Regions from separate parts of the Mus musculus genome. Here region 2 is linked to region 1. A link is a contact called in public Micro-C data. All regions are on one chromosome and are shown on one strand. Each heading gives the region's core, a stretch centred on a gene start, on an enhancer-like site or on the middle of the called end of the contact. The rest is flanking DNA. Distances are from core to core; before and after follow the strand shown.

What was found. Hi-C and Micro-C count contacts between places; a contact is called where the count stands out from the background.
Region 2: a contact with region 1 is called in a Micro-C map of the G1E-ER4 cell line. The contact joins two enhancer-like sites. A contact is called at or near these places in 41 of 484 Hi-C or Micro-C datasets (3T3-L1-derived adipocytes, the AML12 cell line, the Ba/F3 cell line and 24 more), 6 of 115 datasets of contacts at active chromatin or transcription factors (astrocytes, embryonic forebrain, embryonic stem cells and 1 more) and 3 of 9 other capture datasets (adipose tissue, liver and pancreatic islet).

Annotation. Positions count from the first base shown.
Region 1 is chr12:80,484,489-80,489,297 of GRCm38.p6, reverse strand. The region is part of intron 4 of Exd2 (exonuclease 3'-5' domain containing 2); the gene reads right to left. Among named protein-coding and RNA genes, the nearest start is that of 2310002D06Rik, 20 kb to the left of the region's middle. Within about 2 kb of position 2,612, at least 10 of the 459 cell types and tissues checked have an H3K27ac peak or open chromatin away from gene starts, as enhancers often do. A contact at or near this core is called in the G1E-ER4 cell line, where this site is marked.
Region 2 is chr12:80,721,036-80,725,633 of GRCm38.p6, reverse strand. Plekhd1 (pleckstrin homology domain containing, family D (with coiled-coil domains) member 1) reads right to left here. Exons shown (of 13, transcript NM_001177503.1): 10 at 4,289-4,421; 11 at 4,041-4,185; 12 at 3,539-3,688; 13 at 1,418-3,315. The coding sequence ends at 3,149. Among named protein-coding and RNA genes, the nearest start is that of Gm51986, 3.9 kb to the right of the region's middle. Within about 2 kb of position 2,168, at least 4 of the 459 cell types and tissues checked have an H3K27ac peak or open chromatin away from gene starts, as enhancers often do. A contact at or near this core is called in the G1E-ER4 cell line, where this site is marked.

The DNA.
Region 1 (4,809 bases), core at 1,363-3,862:
GCTTAGTAGCATAAAACCTTGGGTTTGGCCAAACAGTGGTGGCGCACGCCTTTAATCCCAGCACTCGGGAGTCAGAGGCAGGCAAATCGCTGAGTTCAAGACCAGGCTTAGTCATTAAGATTTATTTATTTAATTTATCTGAGTACACTGTAGCTGTCTTCAGACACAACAGAAGAGGGCATCGGATCTCATAACAGATGGTTGTGAGCCACCATGTGGTTGCTGGGTATTGAACTCAGGACCTCTGGAAGAGCAGTCAGTGCTCTTAACTGCTGAGCCATCTCTCCAGCCCCTAGAAAATAACCTTAATAAAGCCATTTTTCATTCACCACCACCACTAAAAAGAAAAAATCAGAAAACAAAACAAAACAAAAAATACCAAGTTTGGTGGCACATACATTTAATCCCAACAGAGGCAGGCATTTCTCTGAGTTTGAGGCTAGCCTGGTCTATATACATTTCCAGGTCAGCTAAGACTGCATACAAAGATCCTGTCTGTTTCAAGGCACAAAGAAGTAACTTACTCAGGGTTACAAAAAAACAGAAACTGCTATGGAAAACAAACTAGATAATTCATTGCCTAGAATTCTGCCACAGGTTTGTATTAACCTAAAACACAAATTTTCCTAAATTTTCCCTAACGTTTTGAAAGGATGAACTAGTAACTGGCTTGAAGACAACTGAAGGTTGAGACCTAGACAGAATATCTGAGAAAGGTCAATGATGAGATGGAAATGACCGGAAGAAACCAAAACCAGAACCAAAACCAAACCAACTTTCAAACACTTACCAACTGTGTTCTGCACAACAGGGCCAAGAAACTACCTCTTCCAGCATCAAAATAGTACAGATGTAAATCACAGGGGTTGGAGAGATGGCTCAGTGATTTAAGAGCACTGGCTGCTCTTCCAAAGGATCCAAGTTCAATTCCCAGCACTCAGATGGCAGCTCACTGCTGTAACTCCAGTTATAGAGAGCTGACATTCTCACACAGACATACATGTCAGCAAAACACTGGTGCACATAGAATAAAAATAAATGCATCTTTTCAAAAAATTTATATCACATAATGGCTAAACTGAAGGCCCTACAGACAGCTATACAAAATCCTAAAGGATTACCTCTAAGGGTAAAAGATTAAAGGATTCCTTTCTGGAGACACAAGCAGCCAGAGGGACGAGATGCTGAAAGCTTCTAAGAAAGTGTTTGATGGTCTAGGAAGGTATTTTGATGTTGATAAATGCAAGTTATGAAGGATTTATCTTTTTTGTAAACTTAAAAAGATTGTTATAAGCTTCAGGAAAGACACTTGAGTCAAATGGATTCAAGATGAGTACTGTCAAGTAACGACCTGTTTCCCTCCCTACCTGCCTATTCCTGGGGGTAGGGTAGGATCTATTTCCCTTACCCTGGTCCTGGGACCCCCCCACCCCTCCTCCAATTACCAAGACCATAGGCCCAAGAGTTTCAAAATACACACCCAAGAAAAAGGTTTTCTCATAAACTCCTTAACTTTCTCTCCTGCCCCTAACATCGAGGTGTTTCCTCAGAGCCTGCATCCAGGAAAGCTCTAAACCAGTTATTCACACACAGGTGCTCTGGCCTAGCCTCACAGACTGCTTCAACTGGGCCTACACAGCCCTCCCCCCAGACAGGCCAGTCTGGACAGCAGTGAAACAACCAGTTCTTCCTGGACTTGGCCCACATCCCATAACGGTGCCCCAATGTTAGCAGGAAGTAGGGGCTGGGATGTTTGGTTTAGGACCCCGGACAAGGGACTGAGGTGCATATTTTACATATCAAAGCAGACCTGGCCTCCATGTTCTCCCAGCATCCCTCAGTTCCTGTCTGGCATACCCTGCACCCAACCCTGAACTTTACAGCCCGGGGGGATCCTCCCTCTGTAAACTAGACATTTGGTCTCATTTTTTCCTTCTCGGCTCTCTCTCTATGCACTCTTGCCCTTTCTCCCCCCAACCCTCACCTCTCTCTCTTCTCATGGTGACTCTCTTAGCCTCAATCCTTGGGGCCAGTGAACTTGCCACAGAGCAGCTTCCTAATAAACCTGCACTTAATATATTCCAATCTGGCTTGAATTGGCTCATTTGACTGGTGGCAGAGAAATAACCTATCAGATACACAATTACTGACCCCTGACTAACTACAGCTACTGAAAAGGAGCCCATCAGCCCCCAAAGTCCTGCTGTAACTGCTCTGTACTCAACCCACTACTTTTGTTTGTTGGTTCATTTTTGTTTTTCCAAAACAGGGTTTCTCTGTGTAGCCCTGGCTGTCCTGAAACTTGATCTATAGACCAGGCTAGCCTCAAACTCAAGATATCCGCCTGCTTCTGACTCCCAAGTGCTGGGATTAAAGGTATTTGCCACCATTGTTCAACCCAATTCACTTGATGATTTTTAAACATTAACTACTGCAAGGTGGTGGTGCCTTTAATCCCAGCACTCTGGGGGCAAGGGCAGGCAGACTGGATCGCTGTGAGCTGAAGGGCAGCCTGGTCTTGTTTGCTGACAACTGACCCAACAGAGTCAGGTCTTTGTGCTTGGAGAGCTCTCTCTAATTGGTCCCCACCTTTCCTTCCAATTTACTAGCCAACTGGGATTAACATTTAAAAAGGCAACCCTGGGTCCAGAGAGATGGCTCAGCAGTTAAGAGCACTATCTCTTCTAGGGGTCCTGAGTTCAATTCCTAGAAACCACATGGTATCTCACAACCATCTGTAATGGGATCCGGTGCGCTCTTCTGGTCTGTCTGAAGATAGCTACAGTGTACTCATATACATAAAATAGAAAACTAAATCTTGGCTACCAAGAGCTGCTTTTATTTTCATTAAATATGTCCTCTATCTTCTGCTTACTCCTAATTGTGTACCTCAATATTCTTGGTCAGGAGACAAGAACCAGACAGGAAGCCAGGCGTGGTGGTACACACCTTTAATTCCAGCACTAGGGAGGCAGAAGCAGGCGGATTTCTGAGTTCGAGGCCAGCCTGTTATACAAAGTGAGTTCCAGGACAGCTAGGGCTACACACAGAAACCCTGTCTCCAAAAACCAAAAACCAAAAAAAAAAAAGAACCAGACAGACAAGAAAATTTCCAGCAGTTACAGCTGTGAGCCACCCTGCCCAGCTCCATGTGACATGATTCTATCAATATTCATCCATGCTAAAGTTGAGAAACTGGCACATGAGAAGGAGCTCTGAGGAAAAAGAGGTGATGCAGGGAACGGAAGGAAAGCAGAAACCCTTCCCACTCTGTGTCAACAGCCTGCAGCCTAAGCAGAGACAGAAGCTGTCTCAATAGAGTGTGCTCAGGGTGCAGCTAAAGGTGCTGGCTCGGCAGCTTTCCTACCAGACCTGTGGGAAAGCCAGGGGCAGCTACAGTGAGTCTGTATTCCTACAACTCCCACCCCAAGACACGAGACAGAGGCAGGACACTAGGAGACTGTCTCAAGGATCAATGCGGGGGATCCAATAATCCAAAAAGAATATGTTCTTTAAAAAAAAAAAAAAGGAGGATAGTAAATGTCAAAGAAAATAATCTGGCTGGGCGTGGTGTTGCACGCCTTTGATCCCAGCACTCCGGAGGCAGAAGCAGGTGGATTTATGAGTTCGAGGCCAGCCTGGTCTACAGAGTGAGTTCCAGGACAGTCAGGGCTATACAGAGAAACCCTGTCTCAAAAAAACAAAAAACAAAACAAAACAAAAAAAATAATCTGAGGATTCTTTCCTGAACTGGAGACAAGAACATCCAGACAGAAAGGGTCCACTAAGTCCTACTACTGTGCATAAAATCTGGCCTCTACTCATGTTTAGCATCAAGGATTTCACACAAGGAAGGAAAGAACTTCCAGAAAGAACAGTCACACACTCAAATGTTCAAAACCAGAATACAAGGAGTACAGCCTTAAAAGTTCTGCAAGAAAATGGCTTCTGCCCTAAACTGCTATTAGGCATACGACTGGCTAAGAGAGGGAACTCACTTGTCCTTTCAGACATGCAGGGTAACAAGAGGACAGAGCCATGGGACTTAGACAAACTTGGGATCCAGTATGGAAGAGAAGTGAAGGGAGCCATGGACAGACAGAAGAAGCGAGTTTCAGACTGCAGTGTGCAGCAGATCTGCAGAGCCAATAATCCTGAGCAGAAAAGAGCTGCAGGAAGACAGCAGAGGGCCATAGAGAGACAATGGTGGGTCGGAGGAAGAGAGCAGAGGGCAGAGCCATAGGGGAATACCAGAGGGCAAAAGGACACAGGAGGACAGCAGAGGGACGTAAGGACAGAACCATAGGAAACTGGGCATGTGTGTTTAGTCTCTCAATGCATTTCAGAGAGTCAAGAGCTGGGGTTAAGTCAGTAGTGTGCAGAAAACTAAGAGAACAAAAGTACAAATCATATATCCTGGGAAAACAAAGTATTATTCTTGATGAACGTGGAGTATCTATTTATACTGCAGAGATGTGTTAGGGAACAAATTCTTGTTTGAGACTCAGGAACTGGAAGAACCCTAAGTCATATATATGTATAAGAAGTCAAAACATACTACGTAAAAATAAGAAAGAATGATACATGGATATAGTCTAAAAGTACAATGGTAATTACCAAAAAGAAATTAAAATGGTCACCTCTGGGTAGAAGAGCAAAAGAAGGAAGGCGGTGGCAAAGGCAGAGAACTGCTTACTGTTTCTTATGAGATTTATAGCATTTTAAAAAATGTTTATGCATTTGTATTCCTGGAAAAAAGCACATTTTCTGACACATTAAAAGTAATACACCATAGGGACTCTAATGTCA
Region 2 (4,598 bases), core at 919-3,418, 240 kb before region 1:
TGAGGTGACACCATCACAACCAGACGTCTCAAGCTTCCGTTGCCATGGCATCCCCACCATAAGGGTCTCGCACAGCAAGCCAAAATAATCCGTTTCTTGTTCCATACCTGGTAATTGGTCACAGAAACAAGAAAAGCATTAAACTGTGGGAAGGCATTAGAGGCAAGCGGCCCTTCCTCACGGGGACATTCATGATAGGCAAATACATGGGGAGCCTCTGGGTATTCTGGGAAATGGTAAACACCAGGGCAGCCTGCACGACACACCTCCTCAGCCGGGAAACTAACTGAATAACAGTAACTCACTTCTGCAGGAAACTATCCGAACAGCAGAAATCCAGTAACTCATTTCTGCCTCTCCTGATTATGAAACAGAGCTGGGAAGACCGTCCAGTCCTGGTGTGAGTGTTGAAGCTAACAGGCACATTGTCTCTTTCAGGCTGTGCCTTTGTTCTATACTCAAGTCAGAGGAAAACCCTGATGGTTTTATAACATGGAGGCATCCAGGACCTCACAGTGGAAACACATAGTTTTCAGTTAATTATTAAGAAGTCAGTCACAGGAGGTAAGCTGTGGGGTTTTCAGCTGGAACATGCAGGACAGGATGATACAATTCCATGGGTGGCCTGCAGGGGGCAGCACATCTCTAGGAATGACTCCACTGCCTGTTTCGAAAGCACTGCCAGGAAGTAACACAATTAATTGGCCAATAATTAAGAGTTACCTTTAGAACGTATTATATAATATTAATGTTATATATCACGTCAATTTGTTTCCAGTAAGTAATTCCAGGCTTCCATATTTTCATACAAGGATGCTGGCTGGTGTGCACGCACGTTTGTGTGTGTATCTGCTGTTAGATATGATTAGAGGTAACCTAGGCTTGCCTGAAACATAGAAAGTACAGGGTGAGAAGAAGAGAAAATGAACTAGGGAATTGGTGCTTGTCCTCAGAAAGTACTGCTGAGATGTGAGTCTGTCTACTCTCAGATTCGTGTTAAAATGTAATTACAGTGGTAGCACATACTTTTAATCCCAGCACTCTGCAGGTAGATCTCTGTGTTCCAGGACAGCCAGGGCTACATAGAAAAGCCCTGCCTTAGAAAATCAAAACCCAAACCAACTCAATTGTCATTGAGAGCGGGAACCTATCCCGTGATGGTGGTCACAGCAGCAGCACAGGCCCTTAATCCCCACACTCAGGAGCCAGAGGCAGGCAGACCTGGTCTACAAAGGGAGTTTCCATCCTTCATAATTCACTGGGCTTGGTATGTACTAGTTCTGTTGGTAGAGTATTGCCTTGTTTGCTTGAAGCCCAGGCCTCAGGTTAATAGTTTGACCAGGAACACCAAATGCATTTGAAATTTCCTCCTAGAGCAAGCCATTATTAATTCTTTAAAAACAAAGGAAACCAGTAATCTAGTTTTATGCCTCTTCATTTCAAAGTCCATTCCACATTCATATTTTGCAGACAAGCTCTGGGTTTATGCAGGTTTATACACATTTATAGCTTTATATTTACATTCGGACACACTGATTCCAAAACACCCTACCTAAGACCACCCTCACCAAGAAGGGACCACGGAGAAGAGGGCAGCTCAGATCTTGACAAGGGTTCTTCCACGGGGCTACTTCCGTCCCTTCCTCAAGATGCTTCAGTCTTCTGGACAGAAAATGGATGCCTTTGATCTAGCACTGTCTTAGCACCCTGCCCCCTTTTAAAGGGTCTTTAAAAAAAAAAAAGATGTAAGTGTATGGATGTTTTGTCTGCATGTATGTACATGTACCATGTGAGTGCCCGGTGCCTGTGAAGGTCAGGAGAAGGTGTTGGATCTCCTGGCAAATGAAGTCACATATGGTTGGTTTTGAGCTACCATGTGGGTGCTGGGAACCAAGTCTGGGTGCCCCGAAAGAGAGAAACAAGTGCTCTTAACCACTGTCCACATCTCCGCCCCCTCCCCAAGTCTTGTTTGTCGAGACTGATAGACTCAGGCAGCTTCTGAGGGATGGGCCCCAAAAGACTGTCACAGATAAGGAGCACACGCCTCAGTCCTTGGCCTCCTGAAGGGTAGTGGTCTTCCATAAAACCCGCAGGCTGGTGTTACAGTGTCACTCTGACAATGCTCTACCAAACAATGGCTACTAGTTCCCCACAGGCCCATGTTCCCATGTGGTGGGTTCCTGGCTGCATTGGTCCACTGAGTGAGTCTGCTGCAGGGAGAGGAGGCAGCAAGGTGAGCCAGCTGGGAGAGAGACAGACCTCTGCGCTCTCAGGGCAGCAGGGTCACAACAGGCCTGACTGTGGGTAACACCGGAGCTTCTTCCAGATCTGGCTGTGCGGACTTTGGGAAACCCTGGGGTCAAGGACTCTCAATCGGGGCTGGAAAAGAACAAAGTGGGATCCCACACTTCTCCTGCACCCTCCAGCAGGTTGCTGGAGCTATATATGGAGAAACCCATTTGTGAATAGGAGGCCTGGGTGGCCTTACAGCCAGGACAGCCCCCAGGAATACTGCAGAGAGGGTGTGGGGTGCTGTGAACCTGGGGTTATATCTTAGAGCCTCCTTTTCCCTCTCCAAGAACATGGAATAAGTGCAGGGCATGGACAAATGTTGTACTGGAGGATCAGGAACGAAGAGAGAGTTAGGGGGTGTTATGTGACCAGGGTCAGCACAGTAGAGTCACCGAGGGGTATGGTAGGTACCAGAGGAACTATTCAGTCCTCATGGAACAGACAATTTATCTTCTTGACCAACAGATATACCACACAGAGCCAGGCCTCATCATGGCAACTAGGTAGCACCCAGTGTGGACCCACCTCACCTAGGGTAGACCCAAAGTCAGGGCTCGGGCATGGAGAGATGGCTCAGTGGTTAAGAGCACTTGTTGCTCTTCCAGGAGACCCAGGTTTGATTTCCAGCACCCACACGGTAGCTTACAACCATCCACGACTCCAGTTGTAGGGAACCCAATATTCTCTTCTGACCTCCAAGGTCAGGGCTCTGGGTGAGGCAGAGGGGGTATCGCCTCCTTCGAGAATGAGGGTGCCCCCTCACACCCAGCAGTGCTCTGGTGGAGAAGACCCAGGGGCGTCAGACCTCCCTGCTGCCCCACCAAGGAAAGATAGGAGGCCGGAGTAGGAGTTCCCATTACTTTCCTCCCCGGGGAAGTGCAGAGGCCCCAGGCTGGGTAGCCATGATGTGATAGATGGATTCCCGGAAGCGCTGGTCTCTGCTTAGCCGCTTGGCTACCTCCTTCAGCTCCTCTATGTTGTTGGCTTCTAGCTGGGAGGTCATGAAGGACTGGGATGGCTTCACTGTAGAGATGAGAACCCGTTGCCCATGAATAGCATCCCCCCCATGCTGAGCCCACCCTTCCTCCCTCATCCCAGTCCTACATGCTGCTGAGTTTCTCTTGGTCCTTCCTGCCCCCAGGCTGGTTGAGCCACGTTCAAGGACATACTGTCCAGCCTTGTCTACTTGTTCTCTAACTTGCCCGCTTCCTGCCTTGTCTCCCACCGGGGGACAGGGGGTGCTCACTGTCATTCCAGGAAGTACTGGACCGGCGGCGGTGGAATCGGCAGCTTTTGATGCGGCGAGTGGCTGCCTTATGGATGTACACGGAGTTCTTCATGATGACCGGCATCTTGGCCTCCAGCTCTGCATTCCGGATGCACTCCTCGAAGAACCCTGGTGGCAGGAAGGAGCAGTTGACTGTCCTTCTCCTCCTAAGTACTGGCTTGGTCTGGTGGAAGATACGTTGCTCTATCCTTTATAGAACATAGTTTGTGCCTCAAACCACAACCTGTAGCTATCACAGGGAAGAACAGAGCTCTGAGCTTTTTAAAAGGAAGAGGACAAAACTCCAGGCTCAATTCCCACAGAGAGGCGTTGCCAAAGGTACTCCTACAGGAAGGTGTATGAGAAGAAACAGGAAGGACCGCCTCACGCGTGCTAGGCCTCTTCCAGGCTCTGCTGGGCCTGGCCTTAGGGGGGCGCTGAGCTCTGGGATTAGAGTTGAGCCCTGGAGGGAGGGTCTTACTTTTCAGGTGGCTCACGTCCGCCCGCATCCGTTCTTCCTTCTCCTTGTTCCGAACCTTGGAATTGAGGCCTTGTTCCAGGCTCCGCAAGGCCGCCTCTGCCTCCCGAAGCCGCCTCTCAAGGTCCATGCGTACTTTCACTTCAGCCTACACAGAGTGATGAGCAAGAGGGAAGAAAAGTACAGGGATGGGCAGGAGTCACCCAGCAGTATGGAGGGCCCGGAGCACAAAGCCCATACAGGTGGCGCACCTTGAGTTCCCGCTCCGCCTGCTGCTTCTCTGCAGTGAGCTCCTGCAGCGAGTTCTGCAGGGCTTGGGACTGGCTTGAGTAGAATTCCCGTTCCTCCTCCAGAGCCCGAGAGCGTTCCTCATTCTCCTTCATCCTGCGGGCAGGAGAGATGCTTACCCGAGGCTCACCTACCAAGGGGGTTGAACCTGCTACAGACATGCCTAGAGAGAGAAAGGCTGAGTCCTCTCTGGGTCGGGTCAGCTAGGTGATGAGAGGGGTGGTATGGAGTGCTGGGGGCCCAAGGCGTAGATGCTTGGGGATTGCTACTTTT